Regions from separate parts of the Sus scrofa genome. Here region 2 is linked to region 1. A link is a contact called in public Hi-C data. All regions are on one chromosome and are shown on one strand. Each heading gives the region's core, a stretch centred on a gene start, on an enhancer-like site or on the middle of the called end of the contact. The rest is flanking DNA. Distances are from core to core; before and after follow the strand shown.

What was found. A called contact is a pair of places that touch in the nucleus more often than the background predicts.
Region 2: a Hi-C map of skeletal muscle shows a contact between it and region 1, with 5 times the contacts expected there. The contact joins two enhancer-like sites. A contact is called at or near these places in 1 of 5 promoter capture datasets (liver), 21 of 47 Hi-C or Micro-C datasets (adipose tissue, alveolar macrophages, blood and 13 more) and 2 of 2 datasets of contacts at active chromatin or transcription factors (alveolar macrophages and skeletal muscle).

What each region holds. Positions count from the first base shown.
Region 1 is chr13:121,136,127-121,142,289 of Sscrofa11.1, forward strand. MCF2L2 (probable guanine nucleotide exchange factor MCF2L2) reads right to left here. Exons shown (of 27, transcript XM_021069898.1): 26 at 3,016-3,060. Among named protein-coding and RNA genes, the nearest start is that of LAMP3, 22 kb to the left of the region's middle. Within about 2 kb of position 4,370, at least 9 of the 83 cell types and tissues checked have an H3K27ac peak or open chromatin away from gene starts, as enhancers often do. A contact at or near this core is called in skeletal muscle, where this site is marked.
Region 2 is chr13:121,406,299-121,412,209 of Sscrofa11.1, forward strand. All of the region lies in intron 5 of LOC100624963 (a long non-coding RNA gene), which reads left to right. Among named protein-coding and RNA genes, the nearest start is that of MCF2L2, 31 kb to the left of the region's middle. Within about 2 kb of position 2,628, at least 1 of the 83 cell types and tissues checked has an H3K27ac peak or open chromatin away from gene starts, as enhancers often do. A contact at or near this core is called in skeletal muscle, where this site is marked.

The DNA of each region.
Region 1 (6,163 bases), core at 3,120-5,619:
GCTGTGGTGGGGTGGCGGGGTGGTAGGGAGATTCCGGCTGGCAGGGCGGGGCCAGCCCAGCTTTCCCACGGGGCCACTCGAATCCCCAGCAAGAGCCTCTCAGTTGGGGCAGAAACCAAAAGCCTTGCTGAGAAGCCAGTGAGGCGGGACACACTGGGCCCCCGGGGGCCTGAGCCACTTTGCAGATCCAATGACCTCAACTTCCTGGATTAGGGTGGGTGCTCATGGGTGAGAATCCTGAACAGGAGGGAGAGAGGGAAGGAGGAGGCAAGGAAGAAGTGGGAGGAGAAGCTGATGAATGAGGGAGCATATGAAAGAAGTAAGACAGAAATAAATTACACTCGGAGCACTGCTCTCCTTTTCCAAATCTTCTACACCTTCACAATCGGCAAAGGTTTCCATGGAGATAAACTCCCTGCTGGAGCAGCCTTAGGAAAAGAAAAGGTAGGACCTGGCTGGCTGTGAGGGAGAGAGCGTCGGAGGATGGGCCCACAGAGGTAGTGGCAGGAAGTAATGGGCAGCACCGGTCCCCAGGAACCCATTCTCCCCATCTCTACCTCTGACTCTCCCAGAACCAGACTGCTTCATGTGGGCCCGGAGGCAGAGGTTTGTGATCTGCAGATTCCCTTTTCTAGCTCAAAATTCTGCAACTGTGACAGAGAAGAAATGTCCAGATGGTGTTCAGAGCTCTAACTCCTTGTCCTCCAAGGAAGCAATCATTGCCTTTTTCTGTTTTATGATTTTCCTGCCTTCCTTCCTGCCCACCCTTTACTCATCCTTGCCTTCTTTTCTCTTCCCTAATTACTGCCCATTTCCCATTTCCTTGGCAGTCTCTGCCAAATGTCACTGCTCTCCCCTTGGGAAGATCGGTGCAACAGTAAGAACATCCAGACTCTCTCTCCAATGAATTGATTAATTAACCAATTAGCCACATCATTGTGCACCTAACCTGTGCCAGGGCTGTTAAAGACACTGTGGGGAACTGCAGCCCCTACCAAACACTGAGCTTGCGCCAAGCCTGCTCTGTACCTGCTCAGATGTCGGGAGTTTGTCGAAAGTTAAGCCTCACACAACCCTGTAAGGGCCACAGCCCCATTTTACAGATGAGAAACCAAACTGAAAGAAGAATAATCACCTTGACAAATTCCCTTGGCCTGCAAGCACTGCAGGTAGAACCTACACATTCCTACTCTTTGTTATACACTCTAAAGATGTGATCTCTGCCCCCACAATGCTCCCAAGTGGTGGGCTTCAAGGTAAGGTGGGCGAGCATCTGCAGAAAGATCTCAAATTGAGGGAACCTCAGCATCAGCTGAGTTCAGTTGATCTGGCATGAATCTGAGTGCAGGAGAGTTTCTATTTAGGTAAGAATTCAAGGGGAGGAGGTTGGGGTGAGGCCTTGGGCAGGGTGTGGGTAGAAGGGCCATCTGGGAAGAGGATGGGTGGGAGGAGAAGGATCAGAAGGAGCCTGCAGCTGCGGTGGGGTGGTGCACAGTATCTGTCAGAGGAGGCAGCTACCAAGAGGGAGCTCCCTGATCTGCTGCCCAGAGGCCCCCCTAAAATGCATTCTGGGTCCAGGTCCTCTCTAGAGCGGAGTGGAGGCTGAGCCAGCAACACAGGAAGCAGCTGGCAGCCCCTTCCAGGAGGCCTTGAGAAACCCCACCCAGTGCGGGGGCAAAGCCTCACTTAATTCCTGGTCCTGGGATGAGGTGGGGTGAGGAGGGAGGGTGGAAGAGGAATTGGGTCAGGGAGGTGCCTCCCACTGCCCTCCTTCAGATGTGTCTGGGGCATCCACAGTATCCGCCAGAGATGCCCCTTAGGGAGGTCACCCAACCTGGGTCCCCTTAGACAGGAGCAGACATTGAGGACAGAGAGGGATGGTGGTCTTGCTGGAAGGCATTAGGGGAAGAGTGGAGCAGCCCCGCCCTTGACTGCCACCTGTGTGAACTGAAGGGCTTCGTCTCCAGGGATTGTGGCCTCAGGGCCCCAGACAGTGCCCAGTGCCAATCATCCCAGAGCGCCAGCTGGGAGGTTGGGAGTGGGCCCTGTGACCTCATCAACCATAGAACACCCGAAGCAGACCTGAGCAGGGGTGGGAAGCAACTCCGGAACTGAAAGACCTAAGGACGAGTTCCAGCCCCTCCACAGGGTAAGTGGCCTCTGGGGTGAAATGACAACTGGTGCTGGGGCTGCTTTCCCCTCTATCCTCAGGCCCTATAGGACAGGGATGGGAGGGGCTCCAGCCGGGCACAGGGCTGGCACAGAGGGGCTCCCACACACCTGGCCACAGGATGACTGCAGTGTTTCAGGGTCATCCAGGATCGCTGCCTCCAGGTAAGGATCTGCCTGCACTCAGCTGTCAAGACCCAGATGCCACCCCCCTGCTGGGCCCCACAGGCCCCGAGTTTAGTCTAGGGCAGGGTCTTCCATACCCCTTAGAGTGTGACTGCAGGGAGGTGCACATGTGACATCCCAGCACAGTGTCACACACATAAATACACTTATAAACTTAAAAGCAGTGTTTGTGGGACAGTCTCAGCTTACAACGTATGACGTCCTCCTCTGTTCTATTACTTTGTTCTGTTCTATGCTTGGAGACAGAGGAGGCGAAGGGCTGCGGGAGGTGGTGGGGTCACCCACAATCTCCTCACAAGTCCCTCTGGGGGAGAGTTTCTCTGAGGCAAAGGGCATCTGCCCTGGGTGAGCCCTCCTGTGTCTCCCCGCAGGTCCTGGGCTCTTGGAGCAGAGAGAATACTCTTTTCACCCGTATCCTCCATGGCTCTTGGAAGAAACCCAGAAGTCTTAGAACCTCTGAGCCTTGGAGAATGTCCCTCAGCCAAGGCGTCTGGTTTTGCAGGGGAGGAAAGTGCAGCTCATGGACAGTCTTTTGTTGTATTTGGTACATCTTAGGAATTTAATAAATAATACTTGTTATGATTAATAGTAATTACAATAATACTAAAGAGAGGATCTCAGAAGAGCTCTGGGTACTCCAAGCGTACTACTGTTACTCACATTTGGAAGATATTTGTCTGCCATTGTCTTCATCCTCATAAACATCTGGGGGAGGAAACATAATGGTGAAAAAAGGAAGCAGAGTGCCCACACATGCACACATATACTCTCCCTAGAAAAACTAAACCAGGAGTTCCCGACGGGGTGCAGCGGAAATGAATCCGACTAGGAACCATGAGGTGGCGGGTTCAATCCCTGGCCTCACTCAGTGGGTTAAGGATCCTGCGTTGCTGTGGCTGTGGTGTAGGCCGGTGGCTACGGCTCCGATTAGACCCCTAGCCTGGGAACCTCCATATGTTGCAGGTGCAGCCCTAGAAAAGACAAAAAACAAAAACAAAAACAAAAAACTAAACCAAACATACAGGCCCTTGACAAATATTCGATTTGATTACAGCAAAATTTCAAGTGATAGTTGCATTTTTGGAAAACGACCAGAATGACCCTGGTGCCAGCTCAGGTCTAGCAGTGTGTGGAGAAGATATACCCTGAGTCTCGGCCCTGCCCAATTCATGTACCAGAATAAGCAGAGAGAGTATTGGTGGAGAAGGGCAGGAAAAACAGGAAAGGTGGGTCATGAAAATTCATGCTGATAAGGACTGCACGTATTCTCTTTTCCTTTAGTGGATGATGTTTAGCACACACTACATAAATCCTAAAATATTTAGGGAATTTAATTTAGTACCTGGTGTTTAAAATCCTGATCTATTTTTCTCTTCTTTTTTTTTAAGGGCCATACCCATGGTATATGTAAGTTCCCAGGCTAGGGGTTGAATTGGTGCCACAGCTGCCAGCCTACACTGCAGCCACAGCAATGCAGGATCCTAGCCATGTCTGTGACCTACACCACAGCTCACAGCAAGGCTGGATCTTTAACCCACTGAGTGAGGCCGGGGGTTGAACCTGCATTCTCATGGTTCCTAGTCGGGTTCATTAATCCCTCAGCCATGAAGGGAACTCCCTGATCTTTTATTTTTCTTTAAAAAAATTACTGAACTTTATTAACAGGTGAGCCCATTAGTGAGTTTAAACTGTCTTCCTCAGAATAAAAGTTTTTGGACTTTGAAGATAAAATCATGGCTTTCCCCTTGCTGTCCACTAGGTGGCAGAAAGGGACAACTGTAGAGTCCGCACATAACTTTCAAAAGGGCAAACTATTTCCTATTTTTTTCAAACCAGATTTTCCTTTACTCCTGACAATTACAGCTTTTAAAGGGGGACCATCTCTATCATATGAACTCAAGTACACCATTTTCACCTGGGGGATAGGGATTGGAAGCCTTAAAGTGATGCCTACGCCCATGGGCTTTCCCTCCCTTTATTGGAGGAACAAACAGGAAGCTGGTTGCTATATAATATGCTAACAGCAATCTGGTCACCAGCCTAAGGACTTCATTGCATTTAATTCTCACAGCAAGACGATATATAGTATTACCTCTATTTTGTAAAATAATTGATGAAAATAATTCAAGCACAACAAAGTTACGTAATTCATCCAAAGAGATGGAGCTGAAGTCTGTAAGCCCTCAGTGCTTGAGTCCTTAACCGTGTGCTATGCTGGTAACTGTGCTCTTTCTCTGCCTTCTAGGAGTTAACCAGTGGGGTCACACTCGGCCTAATTCATCCCAGCAGCTCTCCAGAGCTTACATCAGGCAAGAGCTCCAGGATGTTTCCAAGGGTACCAGGCTAAATAAGGATCTTTTGCTTGGTGCCCTAGAGCATGAACTTCAATGTCTAGGCTGGTCTATATGTGAAGTGTTTACTTCCTATACCTACCTGTCTTTGGTCAAGAGAAAGGGAATCATGCCTAAGTATTCAATGATTTGCTTTCAGATTCCATATAGTCTCACAGCACTTTTTTTTTTGTGTGTTTTTTTTGTTTTGTTTTTGTTTTTGTTTTTCGTTCCTCTCTCCTTTTTTCTTTTTGGCTGTGCCCATGGCATGTGGAAGTTCCTGAGCCAGGAATAGAATCCATACCACAGCAGTGACCTGAGCTGCAGCAGTGACAACATGGGATCTTTAACCTAATGAGCCACAAGGGAACTCCTTTAGTGCATTTTCAGTTGTCAAAGTCCCTGCCAGCTTCTGGGGAAGTCTGCGTTTGCTGTTGTAGACTTTTAGGGTTGCAAGGAGCTGGGGTCAAAGAAATTTCACAATTGGGAAACAAGCACCTAGATCAGCAACCAGGTGCCCTCTGATGTGTCTAGTTGGGTTTAACAAAAGCCTTGCCTGTTTCATCAGAGATTTAATGAGAAATTTTCAGTAAGACTAAAATATAAAGCCTCCCCCCCAACCCCAAAGCAAATGGTTGCCATGCTCAAGGAAGTCATTGATCCCTGATCATCGAGACAGTCAGGCTGCTACCTAATAGAAGCAGAGAGGTGGAGTTCCCTTCCTGGCTCAGTGGTTAACAAACCCGACTGGGATCCATGAGGATGTGGGTTTGATCCCTGGCCTCACTCAGTGGGTTAAGGATCTGGCATTGCCATGAATTCTGGTGTAGATTGCAGATGCGGCTTAGATCCCATGTTGCTGTGGCTGTGGCGTAGGCTGGCAGCTGTAGTTCCAATTTGACCCCTAACCTGGGAACTGCCATATGCTGTGGGTGCGACCCTAAAAAGCAGAAGCAAAAAAAAAAAAAAAAAAGAAGAAGCAGAGAGGAACACATCTGGTGCTCCTGTGATCCACTGGGACATCTCCCAGAACTCTCTTGCCTGGATGTAACTGTAAATGGACTAGTAAAAGAACAACAGCCAGACAAGTGGGTGCTGGGACACCCACTTCGTATGCTACCAGCAGAAGTGCCAGATGAGGAGGAAGGGAACAAAGGTACAACCTAAGGACAAGTGGGGTAGCAGGAGGTAGATGTAGATTTATTTTTTTAATGGCCACACCCATGGCACTTGGAAGTTCCTGGACCAGGAATTGAATCTGAGCTGCAGCTGCCACCTATGCTGCAGCTGTGGCAATGCAAGATCCTTCAACCCACTGCACCCAGCTAGGGATCAAACTAATGCTTCTGCAGCAGTTCAAGCCGCTGTTGTCAGATTCTTAACCTACTGAGCCATGGTAGGAACTCCACTTTTATTTTTTTTTCAGACATAGATTTAAGTAGGACTTTTACTATGTCCCCTGGTGGAAATGTTCCCCC
Region 2 (5,911 bases), core at 1,378-3,877, 270 kb after region 1:
TGTGTGACTATCCCCCACTTGTCCTGGACCTTCTCCCTCTCCCAGGCTCTCACCAGCCATGCTAGATCTTCCCCCGTCTCCCGAGGCCTGTCCTCCTCACTCTTAGCTGATGACTTCACCTCCTGCTCAGAGAGAAAGGAGAAGACATCACACAGATTGTCAATGTCCTCTCCCATGTGTGCTTCCTCTTCAGGAATTCCCCAGGCTGGCCACCCACTCTGTTCCCTCCATAAAGCACACTGACTGACTGTCAGAGCCAGGGCTAGGGAGAGGCAAGCAAGGCACTCATTTGGGGCACAAAATTTAAGGGGTACCAAAAAGTACAGTAATCGTAATAAATAATATTTTAAAAACAATAATTTTAAAAAATAAAAATAATACAAAAAAAAAAATCCATGACGTACAAAACATTAAAATTTTAAATAGAGACAAGCTCCAACCCTGCACTTACTTGGCCCTGCCTCCTCCCCTCACCCTAAGCCCATCCTGCTGCATGTAGCCCCCTGTTGCTGAATATTGTTGACTGGAAAGTGATCTTGACTCTGCATTCATATACACATAACAGAAGCAAAGTTTCACCAAGAAACATTTACACTTACTATATGTAATACATACTTCTGACGTCAGCCCGCTAAATGGTGTCCACAAATGTTTGAGTGGAGACCTGCAGTTTGAAGAAACCACCAGTAGAGGGATCGAAAGTTCTCTCTTACTGTAAAGTGATCCTCTCACCCTTTGGTCATTGCCAAAACAAAAATGAATCCCAAAGTTCCATAAAGAAGATAATGTAATCCAAAGGGAAGACTAGGAGACTAGAATTAGGAAATATTAGGGACCATTATAAAAAAACAACAACAACTAAGTCATTTAATTATTCTGCTCTGATTCCAGTTTCTTCCTTGTCAGGGAAATAAAAGATTACTATGAAACCTGCCCCCCTGAATGTCCCTATATCATCTCTATAGAAACACACTTAAATTTTATAGTTTCACATGAATTAGGAAAAAGGACTGGTGTTTTCATTTAAGAGATCAATCTGATATTCACAATGTCTCATGAATCATCAGTATTAAAGATGAAAGTGGCAGGTTTAACAGCTTTGAACTTAAACTGACAAGGATCCTCTAGGGAGCTACTGTAAAGTTTACTACTTTGTACCTTTTTAGTCTTTCAAGTCCCATGGTCTGGCAATTCTTGGCTCTTGCCCAGGGATGGCAAAAGACAGACAGATAAAATTATCTATAAATTCTTAATGCTACATCAACTTCTACATGCTAAGTCTTTTTTTTTCCCCCTTAGCTTCTTTTGATGAGCTAGTCCTCGTTAAACAAACCTGCCCTTGCTTAAACCAGTTCAGGAGCCAAATGGGGATGTTAAATGCAGGCGTTCCCTAGTGGTTCAGCAGGTTAAAGACCTGGCACTCTTGATGCTACAGCTTTGGTTACAGCTGTAGTTCAGTCCCTGGCCCTGGAACTTATGCACATCACAGGCATTGCCAAAAAAAAAAAAAAAGAAGAAGAAGAAGAAGAAATCACAATCCCTCCCCCCAGAATTTATTGCAAAACTTGTAATTTCAAATTTGTAGATTTCTCTCAGGATACCCATTGTAGTAGCTGGTGCTGCTTCCTGTGCAACAGTATTTGCTTATGTTATCCACCTGAGAAGGAAGGTAACAACCTGAAGTTTGAATTTACAACCCACATTTGATGTGTAGAAAATTATGTGTTTTCTCAGTTGTTATTTTTATTATTTATTTTTGTACTTTTGTACTTTTTAGGACCGCACCCACAGCACATGGAGGTTCCCAGGCCAGGGGTTGAATCAGAGCTATAGCCACTGGCCTACATCACAGCCACAGCAATGCCAGATCCAAGCCATGTCTGTGACCTACACTACAGCTCATGGCAATGCCGGATCCCTAACCCACTGAGGAGGCCAGGGATTGAACCTGTGTCCTCATGGAAATTAGATTCATTTCCAATGAGCCACAATGGGAACTCCTGTTATCATTTATTAATTCAAATTTGAGAGGTTGCAATTTGTCTGTCTCCTCCACAAAAGACAAAAATCTACTCAGTAGCTATCTTCCCATGTTTTGTGACTGTGACATAAGCTTTTGAACTTGAGCTCACACTGTAGGCAAAGGTTAGAGACTGTTTAGAGTTATCCTCCCACAAAGAAGATACTTAGAGAGTTAGTTCTCGATTCAGCCTGAGTCCAAGGACTAACTTAACATGGACATGGAACAGAGGGAAACTTGGGTTACGATACTATTTCTCACTGTTGCCACTTGAGACCTATTGAGTGTGTTCAGCAACAAAATCCACACCTACATAAACTATTACCTTTCTTCACAAGTTACACATAGGGATAGATTTCTGTTCACTGACACGGAAAAACAAAGGCAGCAGAATGCCACATGAACAAATTGGCAAAGACAAGCCCTGAATCTTTACTGTGGAAACTGGTGGCACAGGGATTGTAGAGCATTATTCTATTTTATAGGACTTGGGTCTTCATGCTCTGTCCTATCATTGCTGCTATAAAAGGACTGCTATGTTTCACATCCCTGGAGATAGGTTTTCTGTCACTTAGAGAGCTGTGCTGCAGAGTCAGAAATTGGCTCCCCTTTCATCCTTGACTCATCAGTTTCCCTAATGCCTCTGGCCTTAGAGCCAGGAGCCTGGACTTGACATCTTACCCAGGAGTTCAACCTCAGTCAAGTCACTTAACTAGTCTGAATCCTAATTTCATTGGTTTGCTGGCAAATATTTTAAAACTGGCTCTCAAGGGGTGGAGGGGGAGGGGTGCTGACTTACAGTTTTTGCTGATTTCCTTGCTGTAAATACTCCCACTGTGGCCAGTTTCAAGCTGCCAAGGTGAAGTCACTTAATGGAAGTGTAGCTGGGAAGAAATGTGCAGCAGCTCTCCTGAGCAGGTCCTGATTGTTACCAACCGGGGTCCCTGGACTCTTTAATCAATATAAATTGATAAGAGGCCAGATGAGGAATTCAGGGAAGGCTTTAGTGGGACTACTGCAGCAGGAGGGAGTAAAAACAAATAATATTTGCCTGTGCTCTATCCCCGATGTGGCGGTGAGCTGGTTGCTTCAATGAGGTGAGGGTAGGGGTGGGTCAGTGGGTTGGGCCAGAGGGGTGGCTTAGGTGGTCTGCCTCCCCCTTGGTGGTGCTGTGTGCAGGGATCATGGGGTCTGCTTTTGATCCTGGCACCTCAGAAGTGGCAGTTGGTTTTTGGCCTTTTCTTATTATTGTTCATAATTTGCCTGAACTGTGCATGCATGCAGTTATTTCCCATATAGTTTCTTGGTATTGTGTTGCTGGAGGAGACATTTCTCCAGGTGCAAGCTCTCCAGTAAAGAGTCCCAGGTCCCAGGTCCCAGGTCCCACCTGTCTCATAATGGCTCCAACACAACACTGTGTCTTCCTCAGTCAAGTGGGAACAACTTTTACTACACATTCCACCTCAGAATTGTTATTTCTGACTTAATTCAATCACTCATTCTTTTAATAAGCACTTGTTTATTGGGACTTTACCTGGGTTTATAGGCACTCTGCTGAATACAAGGGGATGAAAGGAAGCGCTGTCAGGAGTTCTGCGGCTCAAATAAAATAATGCACATTAACAACAACAAAAAAATCCCCACGTTTTTAATCTGTAAAATGCTATACACACAAATGCAGGGATTGTTAACTTGAATTAGGTTTAATAAGTTAGGTTTACAAAGGACCTCAGATCTTCTGTCCAAAAGGTCTTGTGTATGGAGACCTATTTTGTCCTATTTAGTATAATGAAATGTTGAAGATCACATATCTAGAACAATTTCAATAATTATTTATTTGTACTCCACCTACTTCCAAAAAGTATTTGAAATAGTTTTTGTGTTAAAAAAAATTCGGAATATAAAACAAATCCAATGATCACAGAGATAGAAACTAAGAAGAGGAAGAAACAGATGAAGTCTAGCCCCTGAGAAAAATTCTCAAGTGTTAACCTCCTAAGAACCAGGGGAGTGTTTATATTCATCAGATTGTTAAAATAACACTTAAAAAAAGTTGGTTTCAACATGGTCCTTGTATGGGTTTATGGTGTTTTATGTTGTTACCATATATAGTTCTGGGAATTTATTAAGCAATTATGGAACACCTAAGCAAAGCAGAAGAAGGATGGAAAACTAAGAACATGTTTTCCAAATTCTAAACCCTCAGGACTTATTCGGTGCTGAATGAAACAGGCCCCGGGGACTGTTCTCTGCCCTGTTGGCCGCATCAGTCTCCAGTACCTTTCCCTGGGCTCCTGCATCAAGTCTCACCTAAACCTGGCACCACAACCATCTCTGGCATCCAGGCTCCCCCTGCCTCCCGCCTCCCCACCCAGACCCTGCCCCAGCAGCCCTGCTCCCCCAAGGCCCCTTGTGTAACAGGACTCCTGGCCCCTGCTCATGTCTTCTTCTTCCTGGAACACCCTCCTGTTTTCCTGCAAGTCCTCACCTCTCACAGAGAACAGTTCAGATCTCACCTCCTCCAAGACCTCTCCAGTCCACACTGATTCTTCCCCTTGCCGTCCTATTGTGCCTGCAGTCACACATTAACTGCTCAGTTAATTGAGGCTGTAAATGAACAGAAAGTCTTGTGACCATTGCTTCTTGTGAAAAATCAAAAGTAAGGTGCAACTAGATCAAAGATCACACTATAAATTTTTTTTATAAACAGATTTATAGAATAAAGATGATGTAATCCCCACAATTAGATGTGCCGAAAGGCTCTGGTCTGTGAAGAAACCAAGGCTCAGGGCAATTAGCGTATTGCCAACATTCTGCCCTCAGAAGAAATTACCCCTCTCAGCTCTGCATCAGCAGGCCCAGCCTCAGCTGTACGGGGTGTGGAGGACTGGCCCTCTCAGGCCTTGGTTTTCTCGAGGACACTAAAGTGAGGACAGTGGAGCCTCCTCCCCAGGATTGCCGTGAGGAGCAGGGAGTAACTCCGTAGAGGGCTCACTCAGGGCGGACCCCCAGGAAGCTCCTTCCAGAAGGTAACCTGCAGCTGTTGTACGCCCGGAGATGCCACACCAGCTGGCAATGCAGATGGTGATCCTCGGCTTCCCTCCCTGAGTGGCACCTGTGAGCATGTTTTGGTACAGCGTTCACTTAGGGCCTTGTGTACCTCTGACAGCCCCATCTTTACGGTCACCTGAACATTAGAAGGCTGGGGCTTTCCCAGAGATGCAGCGTTTGATGCAATCGCTACGTCAGAACCTTAGTGAGGGGTGTGGTGCACAGTGATTAGGAACAGACTGTCGGGTTTTTTGCATTGGGTAGGATCATGGGATCCCGATGGGAGGGAGGTGTCTAAGACTAAAACAGAAATAATGATCGAATACACCCTTAAAAAATTATAAGACAAGGAGTTCCCATTGTGGCTCAGCAGATTAAGAACCTGACACTGTCTCTGGAGGATGCAGGTTCAATCTCTGGCCTCGCTCAGTGGGTTAAGGATCCCATGTTGCTGCAAACTGCAACGTAGGCCAGCAGCTGCCGCTCTGATTCCACCCCTCGCTCCCAGGAACTTCCATATGTGGCTGTAAAAAAATAAAGAAGAGGAGTTCCCGTCGTGGCGCAGTGGTTAACGAATCCGACTAGGAACCATGAGGTCGCGGGTTCGGTCCCTGCCTTTGCTCAGTGGGTTAATGATCCGGCGTTGCCGTGAGCTGTGGTGTAGGTTGCAGACGCGGCTCGGATCCCGCGTTGCTGTGGCTCTGGCGTAGGCCGGTGGCTACAGCTCCGATTAGACCCCTAGCCTGGGAACCTCCATATGCCGCGGAAGCAGCCCAAGAGATAGCAACAACAACAAAAAGACAAAATAAATAAATAAATAAAGAAGAAATTTTTAAAAAT